Regions from separate parts of the Arachis hypogaea genome. Here region 1 is linked to region 2. The links are chromatin contacts, called in public Hi-C maps. All regions are on one chromosome and are shown on one strand. Each heading gives the region's core, a stretch centred on a gene start, on an enhancer-like site or on the middle of the called end of the contact. The rest is flanking DNA. Distances are from core to core; before and after follow the strand shown.

Region 1 (6,167 bases), core at 296-2,795, 53 kb after region 2:
TATTGTTTATTTATTTGATACTTTTTTCTCAAATAACAAATTAATGATAAAAATATGGATATTATATTATTTATGTTTAGATGCAATCTAGTAGTCCTATATAAGCTAATAAGTTCCACACCAGAGATAGTGAAAAAAGCTAGCAATTTAGTACGTAAACACAATGATCATAGAGATAGCGAAAGAAGTTATTTGTTTAATACCTGAACTCAATAATTATATATGATGGATGTTGCTATTTTTGTTTTATTCTTACTTTACACTTTCTTAAACTATTTGTCTTCCAGTTATGGTTGGTAATAATTGGGAATGCCTAATTTTTTTTTTACTTCTTTACGAAAACACTTTTATTTTATAATAATAAAATAATATTTATCTTTAAAAAAAATCTAGTAGTCCTATATAACATGACCGAGAACTAGGTATGTAGTGTTTTACTTAGATTTTGTTCGATTTAAATAAATAAATTATCAATTAAATTTGTATAAAAATTTTAATTTAGAAAATAGATATAATTTTTTTTGTAAGTTGCTCTTAAGATTTATATATTATACAATAATACTAAAACTGTAAAAAATAATTAGTGTAAGGAAAAATATAGGTAGACAATAAAAATATTAATCAATGCGAATAATATATATATTGGATGTTCAATGAGTAATTTAGAATGTAGTGTGTTTTACTTAAATTGGGCCAATTTTAGAGTCCGTTGTTCCCATTGTTTAATAAAGTCATTAAGTTAATAGTTTGTAAAAAGCAAAATATAGGAAAGAACAAGTAAATAAAATAAAAAAGTGAGACAATAGGAGTGTTTCGATATAAAAATTATCAAGCAGTAACAAAAATTTATTTGAATAATACTACACATTCAAATTTTTTTATGAACCAAGTTCAATCAAGTTAAACAATAAGACTTGAAATAATGTTAATTATAATTGATTTTTGTTATATTAGACAAACTTAGTTGAATTTGGTTAACAAAAAGACTTAGATATATAACATTATTCGAGTGTAGAGATTTAATTTGTAATATTATATGGATTATAACTTATCCGGTTACTCTCTATAATTACCTGTTAAGACAAATTTCTATATATTAGTTTATACTAGAAAGTATTTGGTAGTCACTAGCCAGTAGCCACCAATCAATTTAACAAGACAGTAATTACTCTAATACCATGCAAATGATTTCAACCCCATTGTCCAAAATATTGAAATAATGAATGTTTAGTTCCATCATCTAAAATGATACGAGAATCCACCGTAACAGTAGCAGTGGAAATTCATCTAAAATTCCTTATATTCACGCCCCATTTCACAAGCTAGAACATGGAAAAATCTTCCGACAGAAAGGGACTAACATGGAAAATGTATAACACGGCATGAAATTATGAGTTTATGACATTATTTTCTCTGTACGAGCATGGTTTACTTTGACAAATATCTTCACTTACCGAGTCTAAGTCTGTCTCTTTGATCATGCCGTGCTCAAAACATTTCTATGCTTTTGGTCATTCATTTCTCCGTCTCAAAACTTTCTGAGCCTTGAGTTGTGTTGTGTGGTGTCTCTTCAAATAGTGTGCAATGAACATTCCGTTAGTTTCATGGCTTTTCTTCATATTCTGCTACTGCTGCTGGACTCACCTTGCTGTTACTGTCACATTGGTCCATGGCCAATGTCTTGAGGATCAACAATCATTGCTGCTTCAACTAAAGAGCAGCTTCGTATTCGAGCATGAACATTCAAGCAAACTGGTGTCCTGGAATGAAACCATTGATTGCTGTTGATATAGATGTGTCTAACAATTTCTTCAATGGAAGCCTGCCTTCTTATCTTTTTGAACTCCCATTGCTACAAACCATTGTACTTTCCAACAATAATTTTCAGAGTCACCCACTTGAGTTTTCAAATTTATCTTCTACCATGTTCTTGAGCCATCTAGGCTTAAGCAGTAACAATATACAAGGGCCAATTCCATCCTTCAATATGTTCAAGAATCTCACTCATTTAGACCTGTCTCACAATGATTTAACAGGTTCAATTACATCTGATCACTTCAAAGGCTTCATGGAGTTGAACTACATTGATTTAGGGGCCAATCGCCTCAACGGAAGCCTACCTTCTTCTCTTTTTGAACTTCCATTGCTAGAATATCTTAAACTTTACAACAACAATTTTCAAGCATTCCCACATGAATTTCCAAACTTATCTTCCACCATGTTAAAGACTCTGGATTTGAGCAATAATAGCTTACAAGGCCCCATTCCTGAGTTCATTTTTCAACTCAAGTCACTAGAAGAACTCCTGTTGTCTTCAAACAAATTAAATGTTACAATATACACAAAAATGTTTCGGAGGCTTGAAAATCTAACTACACTAGATTTTTCACACAATAGCTTGTTGATAGAAGCAAATGTTACTGACTTGGGCATAGAAGCAAATGTTACTACCGACTTGGGCATATCTTCCATCCTCAGAAAGTGGGATGTAAATTTGGCTTCCTGCAATTTGACAAGGTTCCCTAGTTTTCTGCGAAATCAGTCTAGATTATCCAATTTAGACCTCTCAGGAAATCTTATTCAAGGACCTATACCAAGGTGGATTTGGCAATTTTCCTCCCTTACTTTCTTAAACATCTCCAACAATTTGTTCACCATGTTTGAAGAGCCGATACAGAATGTTAGTGCCTCTTTGTACTTCATTGACCTTCACTCTAACCAAATCCAAGGGAACTTTCCAACATTTCTCTCAAAACAACTTTATTTTTTGGACTGCTCAATGAACAACTTCAGCTCTATCATTCCATCAGATATTAGCACTTATATGTCTTCCACATATTTCTTGTCTTTCTCCAACAATAGTTTATCTGGGAACCTTCCTCAATCCTTGTGCAAGATGTCATATCTTCAAGCTCTTGATTTTTCCTATAATCAGTTGAAAGGGGAGATTCCAGATTGTTTAATGCGGATGGAGTATCTTAAGATACTAAATCTGGAGCATAACAAGCTTGATGGCCACATTCCTGATGCATTTCCTCAACATTCTGCACTAAAGATTCTACATCTAAATGGAAATCTACTTAGAGGCCGAATTCCCCACTCTCTTGTGAATTGCACAACACTTGAAGTCTTGCATCTTGGAAATAATCAGATTTATGATGTGTACCCATGCTTCTTGAGGAGGTTATCCACAATTCGTGTTGTAGTTTTGCGCCAAAACAGACTGCAGGGTCACATTGAATGTCCCAAGTTAAATGGTTCTTGGCAATCCCTCCAAATTATTGATCTGTCTTTCAATAATTTTAGTGGTTTACTTCCGGGAGAAGACTTCAAAAGTTGGGTCACAATGATGCTTGGTGTTGGTGAAAAGCAAAACCGATATGAAGTCGTAGGCTTCTTTATGAGAAAATACCAGGATTCCATGATAATTACCAACAAAGGCTTACAATTGGAGATGGTTAAAATCTTAAGTGACTTCACTTCTATAGACTTCTCATTCAACAACTTTAAAGGGCCAATACCAGAAGAGCTTATGAATTTCACAAGACTTCATGTTCTTAACTTCTCACATAATTCTTTCAATGGCCAAATTCCATCCTCCATAGGGAATTTAAAGCAACTCGAGTCGTTGGACCTATCCGGTAACAAATTTGGTGGACGAATTCCCACTCAACTTGCAAGTTTAAATTTCCTTTCATATCTAAATCTTTCATGCAATCAGTTATTTGGAAGAATCCCAACAGGTACACAACTTCAGTCATTCTCCGAAGGTTCCTTTCTAGGAAATGCAGGCTTATGTGGACCACCATTAACAAATAATTGCTCTGGCCCAATTCTGCCACCACCACCATCGAAAGTAAACTCAGATTCTGGCAGTTTTGTTGATTGGAGTATCTTGAGTGTGGAGTTGGGTTCTGTCTTTGGACTTGGCATTATTATTATGCCAATGTTGTTCTGCAAGAGATGGAGGTTTTGGTACTGGAATCATGTGGATAACATTCTTTACAGGGTCTTCCCTCAGCTTGATTTTATATATCAGCAGCATGGAGGGAAAAATTATAGAACTCTAAGGTGGAGGTCTCAATAATGTGTCTAAGTTGAATAACCAGGAAGACAAAGTGTAAGTTTCGCTCTCTCTATTTGTTTCTCATATTTTGTATTTCTTGATCTTTCTTTGTTTTTGAATTCTGATAATCAGTTGTGTCAAAATAATGATTCTGTTGAGCAGGTCATCAAGGCAAGCGAGAGAAAGTAGCAAAAACTAACTACGTTCAATTTTTATCTTTTTTTTTTTTTTAATCATGAGACCTAAGTTGTAATAAAGTAGCAAAAGTGATGCATGCATGTGTGCATCCATTGATACATACATAGTTACACATGCAATAATGCATGGTTATGAAATGTTTCAGAAAACTACATATTTGTTATATTGATGTGTTTGAGGTATGCTTTTATTGCTGGCTTTTAATTTGAGATATGGTTGAAGAGTTGAATATGATAAAATGAAGAATAATCCATTTGTAAAACAGAACAAGGATGTGTTTATGACAATTGGATAATGCAGCTCTTACTGTTAGCTCATATTTATGAAGGTAGTATGCCATGTTCTTGCTCTTTAGACAGTTTAACTTTTCTTTGCAACATGCATGTGTTTTTAAGATTTTATTAATTCTTAGATTTTTGCTCAATAAACTTTTCATACATCAAAACAGAAGATTGAAGTTAAATGTAATCTGAATCCTCAAATTTACTATTTCTTTCAAATAAAATTATATTTTCCATCCTAATTTTTACCAGTGAATCCTAGTTTGTCTTTTCTAAAACCACTGCATAACTCTACAAGATGCAACTTAGTAGGAGAAAAGCTTTGAGAAATATGGGTTTAGGACTAGCAATTATGGATGTTGCGACATGTCAGTCTTTCATGGGGTCGGAGGCAGTGATACCCGTTTCTATCCGTTTCTTTATATATATATATCGCTAAATCTGAGCCAAAAATATATTTCGATTTATTAAACAAATTAAAATGTTTATATTAAATTTCTTAAATTTAAAGACATAACTATAAAGATATATAACAAAAATTTAATTTTTATTTTATGTGTGTAATTACATATTACGTAAACTAAGCTCCAAAAAGCAAAGAGTTTATGCTTCTAAAATTCTAGAGCATGCTGCAAATAATTTATTGCTGATTTGAAAAGTATTATATCTTAGAGTAATGCTAGAGATAGAACCTCTAAATTTATCTTATTTAATTTAATATTTATAATTTTATGTATATAATATTTAAAATTATATATTTATTATATTAAAGAGATAATTTATCTATTTTATTATATAAAAATTAAATTTCTGCACTTAATGATAAAATTGATGTGACATATTTTTAATGTTTTGTTTAAAAACTTTTAATTAATATAGATTGAATTGAATTCTAGTGTTTTAAATGAATGAGGAAAAGTATAAAATTAAATTGAATTTTAGTGTTTTGAATGAATGAGAAAAAGTATAAAATTGAATTAAATTCTAGTATTTGAAAATTTTATCAAATGAACTGAAGTTTTCTAGTGGATAATTTTATTTTTTATTAATATAATATTATATTTAAATAATAAACATATTTATTTATTGAATTATATAAAATAATTAAAAAAATTAAATTTTTTACTTAAATTTTTTTAATTAAAATTTGCTCACCTCTTTTAAAAAAATTGGATTAATATAAAAATATTAAATTTAAAAAATATTTTTATTAATTAAAAATTAAATAGTTCTTTATGGTTGATTCTAGTTAATGACAAACTAACAACAAAAAATAAATATGAATTATCAAGAATGAACTTCTTGAATGGTCTAGTGACATAACAAGTAAAAATAAAATTAGTTATTAGCAGCAAATTATAATAACTAATTAATATCATTAAAATGGAACAAAATTATACCAAACACTAGTGTCATAATTGATACAACTTCAATTTAAAATGTTCAGACATAGCAACCTGGTAAATGCTTGGTGTCACTAAGTTAAACACATAAAATCTATAGTGTAGATGTTTTTAAAAATTTATATAGTAGACCTTCTAAAAAAAAATAAGCATATATTATATTAAGTGAGTTGAAAAAAAGAAGAAAATGAAGGTGGTAAGAGAAGAGAGAGTGTGTGT
Region 2 (5,849 bases), core at 2,909-5,408:
AGTTGCTATTTGATACTAAATATGGGGCTAATCTAAAATCGATGAAATTTGGGGGTTGGAACTTGCAAAATTGGATTTTTTCCATGCCATAATTTGATTTTCGCTTGTAGTCTTGATCCGCATTACAAGAATTTGGATAATCTCTCTGTTTTTCTTGGTTTGACTGTAGAAAACAATGTTAAGCTAGTTCTAATGAGTGACTTTTGGATGTTTGAATTGAATATTCATTTTTTCAAGTCATTGTCTTTAGTTGCAACGAAAACCTGAATTTTTATGTATTTGTATGGTTTGAGAGTATAAACCTGCAAGGCTGCAAGAAGCAAGTTATTGTCTTCTATTTTGAATATGTACATTGATAACTATTTGTTTGGAGCTGTCTTTGAGAAAGAATCGAGATAGTTTTCCAAGCAAAAATAAAAGGTTTGATTATTAATGTTGATTGTGTTCATAAACTGAATTTTAATGTTTTTCATCAGGTTCTTGGGGTTGATAAGAATGCAAGTCAGAGGGAAATTCAGAAGGCTTTCCACAAGTATGTTCACACCTCTGATGTCGATGTTGTTCTTGATGCTTGTCATTTTCACATATGATTGATTTTCTTTGTTTATTTTGGTTCATTTTCTTTTTCCTGCTTTTCAGGCTCTCTCTTCAGTATCACCCTGACAAGAACAAAGCCAAGGGTGCACAAGAGAAGTTTGCTCAGATTAACAACGGTACACAAAGTCTCTTTCTCTCTCTCAGACACACACAGACACAGAGACACGCCGCACCTCAAAAAAGAGGCTCATACTGAAACAAAGATTTGATACCGTTGTTCATTACTTCATTATATGATAGTCTTTTATTGTTTTGCTTGCTTTCTTTGTCGAAACATTTTTTGTTTGGGATGTTAATATTCTTTTTCGTCCTTTTCAACAGCGTATGAGATTTTATCTGATGAGGAGAAAAGGAAGAATTATGACATGTATGGTGATGAGAAAGGACATCCTGGATTTGAAGCTGGCCAAGCTGGAGGTCAGGGTGGATATTCTTATTTCACGGGTGGTGGACCGGGACAAAACCAGTTCAACTTCAGACCAGGGGACTGGCAGGGTATGGGTGGGCAAGGAGGAGGATCGAAGTCATTCTCCTTTTCCTTTGGTGGGCCTGGTGGTGGTGGGTCCGGTGGATCTGGCGGTTCTTTTGGATTCGATTTGAATGATATTTTTGGAAGTTTTTTTGGCGGTGGCAGAGGAGGTGGTGGGAGTCAGTTTGGGGGTTTTGGCAGCGGTTCAACTGGTTCTCAATTTGGAGGTTTTGGTAGTTCAACTGGTTCTCAATCTGCGTCCAAGAAATCCTCTAAAAGCTTTAAAGCCATAAATTCACGAGTATATGAGAAAGAAATATTTGATCAGGGGATGACGTGGATTTTGTTAGCTTATACACCATCATTGAAGGGGATCCAACACTTCGAATCTGTCTCTGAGGAGACTTCCAGTTCATTGCAAGGGGCATTGAAGGTTCTTATTTATCTTTAAACCTTTCTCAGTTTTGTTGATTACTTGATTGTTTGGAGCTCCATTGCTTATTTTTCTCCATTATGTTACAGGTTGGAAGTATTAATTGTGAAAAGGAAATATCATTCTGTAAGGAGATTGGTGTGAATCCGCGCAGAGCTCCACGGCTTTTTGTTTATTCTTACAAGGAGAATGAAAAGGGTTCTCTGGTTGAGTATACTGGTGACTTGTCTGTTAAGGATTTGAAGGCTTTTTGTCAAGAACACTTGCCTAGGCTTTCCAAACGGATTGACGTGAAATCTCTTGATCAATTAAGCACTACTGGAAAGTTGCCTAGGGTGATGCTTCTCTCGACCAAAAAAGACACTCCTGTAATCTGGCGTGTGCTTAGTGGCTTGTATCAAAAGCGCTTGGCATTCAATGATGCACAGGTATACACAGGGTCTCCCCCTTTGTTTAGAAGTTAAGGGAAGATAATAATTTGGCTGTTTGTGAGTTGTGGCTTTGGAGGAATAGGACTGGAAGGCAAGGGCTTGAATGGTAATTATGAGTTCGAGTTACACTCTTTAAGCCCTGATATTTTCTCTCTGTCCCTCTAAAACCTCAACTTACAAACGTTCATAAGTACTTGTCTGGTATTTTTAAGTTTGCATTCAGCTTTAAACCAAGAATATTTTGGTATTTTTAAGTTCATATTCAGCTTTAAACATTTATTTTGTGCTTATCATTTGTAGGTTCAAGATGTTTCTGATCCAAGAGTGAAAAAGCTAGGAGTTGATGGACTTCCAGCTATTGTGGGTTGGCTACCTAATGGAGAGAAGCGCATTTTGAAATCAGGGATTTCTGTAAAAGATTTGAAATCTGCAGTTGTTGATCTTAGTAGTCTACTTGATAGTTTTGAAAAATTATGTAAAAAGGAAGCATCTGGGCATGCTAGGAAGACGCAAACTGATTCTGAAGAGGGACACATACAGTTGCTTTCTAAGTCTAACTTTGAGGAGCTATGTGGTGATAAAGCTCCGGTATGCATCATTGGTGCCTTCAGGTCTTCTAAAGCCAGAGAAAAGCTAGAGTCAATTCTCTCTCAGGTAAGTGTAATTTCCATTTTGGTCCATGTTTGTTTTGCTCTTTGGAGAGGTCAAACCTAAGTTTAATGGTACCAAAATGAATTTGCACCATTCTAATGATTAATTCTTCAATGTACTAATGTGTCTAATTTTGTTATTTTGGATGTAAAAAATGCTATATGGGCATAAAAAATTCAGCCACCTTGTATGTGTATAAATACATGTGTTGATTTAACTTATTTTCAATGTGTATTTTGTATTTCTACATGTATTTTATATTGGTGGCCGATTTTTTATGTACACATAGCATGGTTGTTTTGAAATAGAGGTAGCAGTATAATTTTATTTTATGCAAAGCTCTCACAGGGAGAGAACTTTTTTCATTTTAGGTCTCCCAGAAATCACTTTCAAGGCGACCAAATCAAGGAGCAAGCTCTAGGGATTCAATATCCTATGCGCTCTTAGATGCTGCAAAGCAAGAATCATTTCTAAAAGCATTCACCAAGACAGATTACAAGTCATCAGATAAATTGTTGATCGCCTACAAGCCTAGGAGAGGTAAATACACTGTATTTAAGGGTGATATGACAATGGAGGAGGTTGAGAATTTCATCAGCTCAGTCCTCAGTGGAGATATACCCTTCAGGGAAACACAAAATAAACCTCTACTCAAGTAGAAGATTAAACAATAATGATGGGTTTTGCAGCACTTTTGGTTATGCCAACCCATGTACATAACTCACAGAATAGGGTCTTTTGTATTTTATACCAGCAAAGAATATATGGAGGTTTTAAAAGAAAAAATGCTAATTGAATATTGATGCGTCATGCATGGGATAATGGGATGCTGCATCTTGCTCTCACCGTCACTGGCAATTTTGCTTTGAGAACAGACTACAATGAATTTTGTTCTTTAGACATGTGATGTGCTTGGTGGAATGATGAGCATGTAGAGTTGTAGTCATGGGTGTGGCATTATCTAAAAATGTCCTTGAGGCAACTGTAAAGAATACTCAAAAATAGATCATAATGAGAGATATATTCAGAATCAATTCTATCAGAGTATTCTATAAGCTGCGCATTAGTATACTGTTTGATATAACCATTTGTTGTCGTTGATTTTTCTTTATTTTTTTTTTGTTTGTGCGTGGCGGTGTTGATATATTTTGGCGCTTTGATGTTCATTTTTTGTGGTGGGTATAGAGAGGGCTTTGTGATAAAAAGGTTTATTAGTCCTGTGGGAGTTTTCATCTTGCAAGATTTTAATTTAACTTTAACCTCCGAGACCAAATTTTTTTTAGACTTTAACCTCGAATGAAATAATAATGACTGCAAGCTGTGGATGGTAATGGTAGTCGGTAGATATCTCCAGAAAAATGAAACAATGTATTTATTATTAGATTATCTGAGGAATTGATACATACATAATAAACCGTCTTTGAAGATTTTTCATTTTAATAATAAAATTGCTAGTCAATTGTCAAAGATATTCATTTCAAATTTAGAATAAAAAATAAATCTCCACTCTTGTACGTATTGCAACTTGCATGCATTAACATTTTCCTGACACGAGGCGAAGATTTCAATATTTCCAGAGTATAAAAAACAACGTGGTGAGTGGTGACCCCTTTTAACGTAATTAAAAAAGGGTCACTCTTTATTGGATTCTATTACCACAGGCTTTCTGGTTTGTTGCCTCAATAAATCAGTGGATCTGGTTTCTTAATAGCAAAAGAACAAGAGTAAGTAAGAAATAAATAAAGACAAAATATAAGGAAATAACGTTTTTTTTTAAATAATATAAATAATAGATAAAAAAATTAGTCTTAATTTAAAATTTAAAATTTAAATTAATTAAGTTTATTTATGTTTAGTGAACTTGAGATGTAATTCATTGTTTATATTATTTATAATTTCTGTTGTCAATTAAACAGAATTGATAAGTAAATAAACCATGAATTCCGTGAAATCGTTTAGATTAAGGTGGGTGTTTAAGTTGTAAATAGAGAATCTCAACTAAGTTTATAAAAAATTGAAGCATAAAATGAAACTTAGCAAGTTGAGCAACTTGTATCATTAAAAGGTATATGGCACAGTTTGGTCCATAAGCTATTTTAAAGTTCTATTATCAAATACTAGGAATGAACAAAAATATATTAAAGTACGTATGTAGTAAATTGTTTAGAGTCGGAGAAATATAGAATTACAATTACTTTTCGCCAATACAAATGTGAAAGCTTAAAGAGTTGAACCGTTATTTCTAATTTTGTTGTTCATAATTCAAGGGGTCAAGGGTCAAGAGTCAAAGACAGTGGACACGAGATTTCTAGTTTCTTTATAGTGTATTAGTGTTACCTGTTGCCGTTGTTCGCCAATGGTTTGGAACGAAATTTCTGGAACAACTCAACATATTTTTGCTATGAGTTGTGAGGATTATATTAACAAATGTCAAATAACAATAATCAAGATATGATCGAGTCGCAAAAAATATTAATTTTAAGGTGAAATATATTTTTATCCATAATATTTATTAAACATTTTAAAAATATTTTTAAATTTTGATTTATTTTAATTTTATCTCTTAAATTTTTTATTTATATTAATTTTATTTTTATTGTTAATTTTTTAAAAGTTAGCTTTTATTTTTAGTTGTACTCTTTTCTTATACTCATTAGTCGCCATCATCATTGTGAGTGAATATAAGTGAATTAGTCTCTATTAATTTTGATTGCTGTTAAACTATAGGTACTTTTACTATATATGTTGTATTATTTCATTACCCAAGATAGGTGCTACAATTGAGTAAATACCCATAGTCGTCCCTGAGATTCACGCAAATACCCATAATAATCCTTAAGATCCCGATTTTCCTATTGTAGTCTTTCAGATAGAGCTCTGAGCACTCAAACTGGTCATTGGCCATATTTCAGGTGATGACTCATCACCGGAGCGCTGACGTGGACTCGGATTGCCACGTGGGAGGAGTCCAAAACGTCGTCGTTTTGGGTTTGGCGCCCTAGAAAGCCAAAAACGACGCCGTACACAAACACTTCACTTCACTCGTCTCTTCTTCGTCCACCATCTGACTTCTTCTTCATCTCCCCATCAATGGCGTAGCCATAGGGTTGTATTCGCTGGGTTTAGGAAAATTTGAGAGAAGAAGTAATCCGACCAGAAGTTGTTATCGTTCTTCCCCTCCTTCACCATAAGCACAAGGTTCTGACTTTGTGATCAGACTCAAGGTAACCTTCCTTTTTTTTTTACTTTACATTTTCAATACAGTGTT

Evidence for each region. Hi-C and Micro-C count contacts between places; a contact is called where the count stands out from the background.
Region 1: a Hi-C map of leaf shows a contact between it and region 2, with 1.9 times the contacts expected there. The contact joins the promoter of LOC112742908 here to the enhancer-like site in region 2.

What each region holds. Positions count from the first base shown.
Region 1 is chr14:110,315,031-110,321,197 of arahy.Tifrunner.gnm2.J5K5, forward strand. It overlaps LOC112742908 (receptor-like protein 39), which reads left to right and starts at 1,546. Exons shown (of 1, transcript XM_025792151.2): 1 at 1,546-4,484. The coding sequence starts at 1,736. The coding sequence ends at 4,087.
Region 2 is chr14:110,259,128-110,264,976 of arahy.Tifrunner.gnm2.J5K5, forward strand. LOC112743680 (dnaJ protein ERDJ3A) reads left to right here. Exons shown (of 7, transcript XM_025792979.3): 2 at 477-532; 3 at 640-713; 4 at 919-1,499; 5 at 1,589-1,927; 6 at 2,231-2,584; 7 at 2,953-3,615. The coding sequence ends at 3,240. Among protein-coding and RNA genes, the nearest start is that of LOC112743680, 3.5 kb to the left of the region's middle. Within about 2 kb of position 4,159, at least 1 of the 3 cell types and tissues checked has open chromatin away from gene starts, as enhancers often do.